Regions from separate parts of the Oryzias latipes genome. Here region 1 is linked to region 2. Evidence: chromatin contacts called from public Hi-C data. All regions are on one chromosome and are shown on one strand. The core of a region is the stretch at or near the end of the contact, and the rest is flanking DNA. Distances in the headings are between cores, read along the strand shown. Region 1 holds the start of cog6 (conserved oligomeric Golgi complex subunit 6). Region 2 holds the start of rcbtb2 (RCC1 and BTB domain-containing protein 2).

What was found. Hi-C and Micro-C count contacts between places; a contact is called where the count stands out from the background.
Region 1: a contact with region 2 is called in a Hi-C map of embryo, with 3 times the contacts expected there. The contact joins the promoter of cog6 here to the promoter of rcbtb2 in region 2. A contact is called at or near these places in 2 of 5 Hi-C or Micro-C datasets (embryo and fibroblasts).

Annotation. Positions count from the first base shown.
Region 1 is chr13:7,281,451-7,284,150 of ASM223467v1, forward strand. cog6 (conserved oligomeric Golgi complex subunit 6) reads left to right here and starts at 1,411. Exons shown (of 19, transcript XM_004075290.4): 1 at 1,411-1,613; 2 at 1,842-1,985. The coding sequence starts at 1,479. It overlaps lhfpl6 (LHFPL tetraspan subfamily member 6 protein), which reads right to left and starts at 526. Exons shown (of 4, transcript XM_004075289.4): 1 at 208-526.
Region 2 is chr13:7,144,598-7,147,297 of ASM223467v1, forward strand. It overlaps rcbtb2 (RCC1 and BTB domain-containing protein 2), which reads left to right and starts at 1,353. Exons shown (of 12, transcript XM_004075287.4): 1 at 1,353-1,692.

The DNA.
Region 1 (2,700 bases), core at 161-2,660, 140 kb after region 2:
CCAAATACAGCAACATCATGGCACAAACGAAGCTTTTTATTGAGTCTAAACGAAACTTTATCAGAGTAGATAGTAAAACTTCAACCAATGCAGGAAATGACTTGTTAATTAACAACGAACCAACAGAAAAGGTTGGACTGGGATTGCAGAAATTGCAGATAATCTCCAAGAACGCACGGATTAATGTAAAAATGCGTCAAATCTTACATTTTGGAAGACTTCCAGAAGAAGGTGAGTTAGGTATACACAGGTTGTTCCCATATGCGGACCCCAGCTGGGTCTAAAACAAACTTTTTTGCAGAGGAGGACGAGAGGCAGGAAGCAGAAACCGACGATCCGAAAAGTGACTGCAGGACGTGCGCTGGAATCGGCTTCTTCTCAACGGTGCGCTGCACCGGAGCAGTGATCCGTTCTCCACTCGCGCGCGGAGCCGCTGCTGCTGCTGACTGCCCGAACCCCGAGCTCACATTCCAGCTCAGAGACTGGAGGGAGGCGGGGAGGAGGCGTCCAAGAGACGCCGCTGGGATGCAACCATCAATCACGCCGAACTCCACCCAGGGGCCGGACTCACCTCCACCACGCTGACGCATTCACGGACAGTCAGAAAACGGAAGCTTTACTTTGTACGCGTAAAGGTGAAACACATTACGAAATAAACATCTGTTATTTATAAAAATGGAATTAGCAAAAACAATAATTCTCTTTTTTTATCTCTAATAAAATTCAGTTTGGGTTTATTTACTAAGGCAAACATATTCAATTCTTAGTTGACAATTCAATCATTTTAGGAATTCATGCAATCAGTAATGACATTACATTACATTATATTTTAAATAGTCTGAATATTTTAATATGTATTTGTGCAGAACATAGTTATTGAGATTCATTCCTCACCCATACCAACTTATGCATTCTCAGTAGGGTCGTAGGGAACTCTAAGAGCAATCTTGTATTTCCTGACAAAGCAAAATTTTAATGCATTTAAATTTGTTGCAAGGGCTGAAGTGTTTGCAGTGGATCTGGAGTTGCAAGCATCCCAGGAGGTGAGAGATGGTTAATAGAATCTAATTATAGTGCAATGTTTTTCTCTCTCTCTTTTACGTAAATTACGTAAAACTCTTATTATTATTTTTTTACTGTAGCCATTATTCACTCAATGACCAATCGATAGTTCAATCTTCATTTTTTCCCCCTTATTGCTTTCATTTTATTTAAGAGAATACTTTGCGTTAGAAAAAGTTCTCAATTTAAGTGCTACAAGTCTATACTAAAATTAAACTCAAACTCAAACTGTATTTATTTGTATAGCGCCTTTTATTCCAGCTGAAAACACAAAGCTCTTATTTTACATAATAGCAAATCTGCAGGAAATGAATACCTCACTAAGCCCCGGAACGTTGTATCTGGGATTCCGACCGGACGTACTTTTCAAACGGACCAAAATACCTCTCAGAGTTGACGTGGAAGTGTATGCAAAAATGGCTAATACTCAAGCAGAAATTCCGATAGATAGTTCCACCGTGACATCAAATTCAAATGTTTCTTCGCAGCCTAATAACCCGTTATCAAGGAAGCTTAACAAAATATTGGAGACGAGACTTGACAATGACAAGGTTCGTCGGAGGGTTTGGTTTCATGCTAGCTAGCTAACAGTCGCTGGTGTGGGAAGAACACAGCTCCAGCTAACACTTACATTTTTCGTGCTGTTAATTACTTGAAGCTAAAATAAACACGCTATTTAACCTTCAAAGCACAACTTAATTGATGTGAATAGTGTTGCCGAAGTATTTTGTTATCATCCTCTCCTGTGTTTTTAAGTGGTTCCTCTATTTTATTCTCAGGAGATGCTGGAGGCTCTAAAGGCATTGTCAGTGTTCTTCACCGAAAACAGTTTGCGCACCAGGAGAAATCTTCGCGGAGACATAGAGAGACGAAGTCTAACGATTAATGAGGACTTTGCACGAATATTTCAAGAAGTAAAGGAGGTAACTCTAACATAATGTGCATCATGTGAATTTTCCATAGCATTGAATTACTTGTTTTTAGGTCAAAATTTAAACTTTTGTGCCTTAAGTAAAATGGACCTAAAAGCATCCAAATGTGGACGCAGGTAAAATAGTAAACGTACTGCAAACACAGAGTAACTTTCGGAATTTAATGTTTCACAGAATGGTTTCGTCTTGTTAAATAAGAAAACCTAAAAGCTAAATGTGAAACAAGCAAACAAAAGAAAGTCCTGCATGACTAATATTTTCAAAAACTAAATGCAGCAATTAAAAAAGAAATCTCTGTTGATTAATTCTAAAAGCAAACAAAGCAACAACAAAAAAATCTGAAAAAAGTAAAATAGTTGCTGTAAACACAAATTTACATAAGTTAAAAGATGCCCAAATCAAAAGGAAAATACACTCAGATGTAATTGAGTAAATGTAACATAACCTCCATCCCAAACACTTGTGCAGTTACCTTCCTTCTAAGAAAAGAAAGTGAATATTTTTCAGTCATTTTTTCTAAATACGAAGGCTTATTTTTTGGCCTCACAGACCTGGAAGAGGGGTTAGGGTTAGGATTACGGCTGGGGTTAGGTCAACCATCTAATAGCTCCCATATCCTGCTCACTGCTCCCGCAGGGATGGGTCAGTGCCACAGAACAAAATTTCACAGAATTAGGTGTGTGATATCTGATGGAACTTTGGCTTC
Region 2 (2,700 bases), core at 103-2,602:
CAAATATTAAATTGAAACACTTTAAACTTAACCTTAGAAATGTAACATTACTTTTCTAAGTAAGTCAAGACTGTTTTCCTTTACAGAAAATATTCATGGAAACTGTGCCACATCATGGGTCTTGTAAAGACAGACATTTCTCAGAATTCACTGTCCAGGGCTCCACCTAATGGAACTTATTCATGACTGCGTTTTAGGGGAAACCAACAAACAAATAAACTACCTTTAAAACAGTAGCCTATAGATAAAATTCCACAATATAACAAGTGTCAGCCTATTGGATATCAAGAATAAGATAAATATTCTCTTTTACTTATATTTAAATTGATATTTTTTTTAAATAAGGCCAAAAATATAAAAATAATCAGGTTGTTTTTGCACTCATTTGTCTGATTGACTCTTGTACACCACAGGACGCATCATTATTGAGATAAAAATGAAAACAAATGAATGTTTTACTGCAGGTCTGACACTACAAATCAAAATAGGGATTTAAAACTTAAAAATGAAGAGAGTTAAGTTGGTCTGAAAATAATCCCAATTTAATAACCTTTGTACAGTCTGGAACAGGCACAGTGGAAGGCTCTGGCTCAAATCCTGGCTGGGACCTTTCTGTGTGAAGTTTGAGTGTTCTCCCCGTGCATGCAGGGGTTCTCTCTGGGCACTTCCTCAAAGTGTCCCTTAGTGTGCATGTATGAGTGTGTGTTGGAGTGATTGTGGCCCTGTGACAGACAAGCGACCTGTCTGGGGCGTACCCCACCTTCGCCCTGGGACAGACTGCGGCGACCCCATGACCCCGAAAGCAATAGAGTGGGTTGAGAAAATGAAAACTGGAATAAACTGAATGATTGTGTTAGTACAAATTAGATATTCCCACACACTTTTGATCACATCTATAAAAAACTAAATGTAAAGTATTGATTACATTTTGATGACTTGTACAGCAAATGGTCAGCTTTAATGAGGGTAGTTCTGCTGAACTTTACACCCAAGTTTTATTCCCCACTGTCACCCCTTTACGTAGCCCTGGACATTACGTTAAAAATAAGTAAATAAATAGTTTCCTCAAATTAGCAATTTGTGCACACAGTTTGCCAATTTGTAGCCACAAATTAAAATTTTAGTAGCATTTGTGTGCATTGCTTTTTCACAGATATTCCCCCTTTTGAGATAATCTGTTAGGCAATTACATAAAATGGTATTAAAACACAGGTATATTATTTTTGGCCTTTTTGAAATAGTCTGGACCAAACTGAGCAACTGCAGACAATTAATTTGTCTTTTTTATATTGTTTCTGAAGACAAACCATTTTTATGAATAAAATGAAGATCGTAATTTTTTAAGCACAAACTATTACTGGATTTCGTTAAATATGTCCGACTCGTTATTTCAAAACTTCAAATGTGCTTGCAGTTCACCACATTAGCCCTGAATTTCTAAAAATTCCTACTTTCGTAAACGCACCATCCGGCAATGGGAAGTGAACTGACGTTTGTGTGTGTTTTTTTTTCCCAAGCCGTGATGTAGCCTTCAAAGCTAGCTCCTGCAAGGTACAAGCAAAGCTACCCGACCAATGTCCCGCTGCAGATGTCCTTTTTGTAAAAAAAAAAAAAAAAAATGTTTTATTGATTACTATTAAATAGTAAAAAGACCATTACAGACGGAGCTCCAGCTTGGACAACAACAACAAGGTAACGTCAACAGTTTGAGCTATTAGCTGTCCTGTCTTACGCTAATCACCTGTACATTGTTTTTCGTTTGTTTTAAGTAGACTTCAGATTTTTTAATACATATTTGTTTAGGTTGTAGGCGGTGTGAGTTAGATTTATAAAACTAAAAATAACTGAATTGTTTGGACTGGAAGCGATAGTTTAGGAAGGAGTTCATCATGCTAACTAACTACTGCAACTTCCTATCATCGTCGCCCAGCCAGGTGACAGCAGGAGTTAGTTTCATTTACAACATTAGATTTTGCATACCTCTGGAGTTTAATAAAACATAGGCAAACGCTAGTTCGACCTATATTTGCATGTCTCTTATATCCAGTCTAAGGTAGTAGAAAACGGTGCAGAATTTATATTATTATTTCAATCTGAAGTGGGTGAGGTTAAAGCAAGGGGGCATACAGTGTTTTTTTTGTTTGTTTTTTACTATAATGTATTAAAAGTTGCATGAAAACACACTAAATTGCAGACTGAATAGATTGGTACGTGTTGATTTTTTTATTCTTTAATGTGAGCTTGTAGATTTTATTATATATACACATAAGCTTGGATTTGGTCAAAGTTTTATTACAAAAACAAAAATTGAGTTAAAAAAAACAATACATGTGACTTTTTCTTAAATCAAAAGGAACATTTAAAAGTTTTTCTTTCAGATTTTAGTGTAAGAACTTTAAAATTCAGCATAATGTAATGAAAGTTTGTCATTTGTTTCTGTTTGGTCACAATTATGTGAAAAATGTTGCCAAACAGCCCAAAAAAAAAGTTTTAAAAGGGAAACGTGAACAATTCAGCAATAGTTCTTGGGGTTTTGTGGCATTTTGAATCAAATTATACACTTGTGAGCTTAAATTTAAATATTTTAGTATTTTGGTTGTGAGACCTTGCCTTTAAAAGTAAGTATTAAAATGAGATATGCTAATGTGTCGAGCTGTTTTTTTGTTTAATCAACAAAATAAATGTTATGAATTTTAAAAA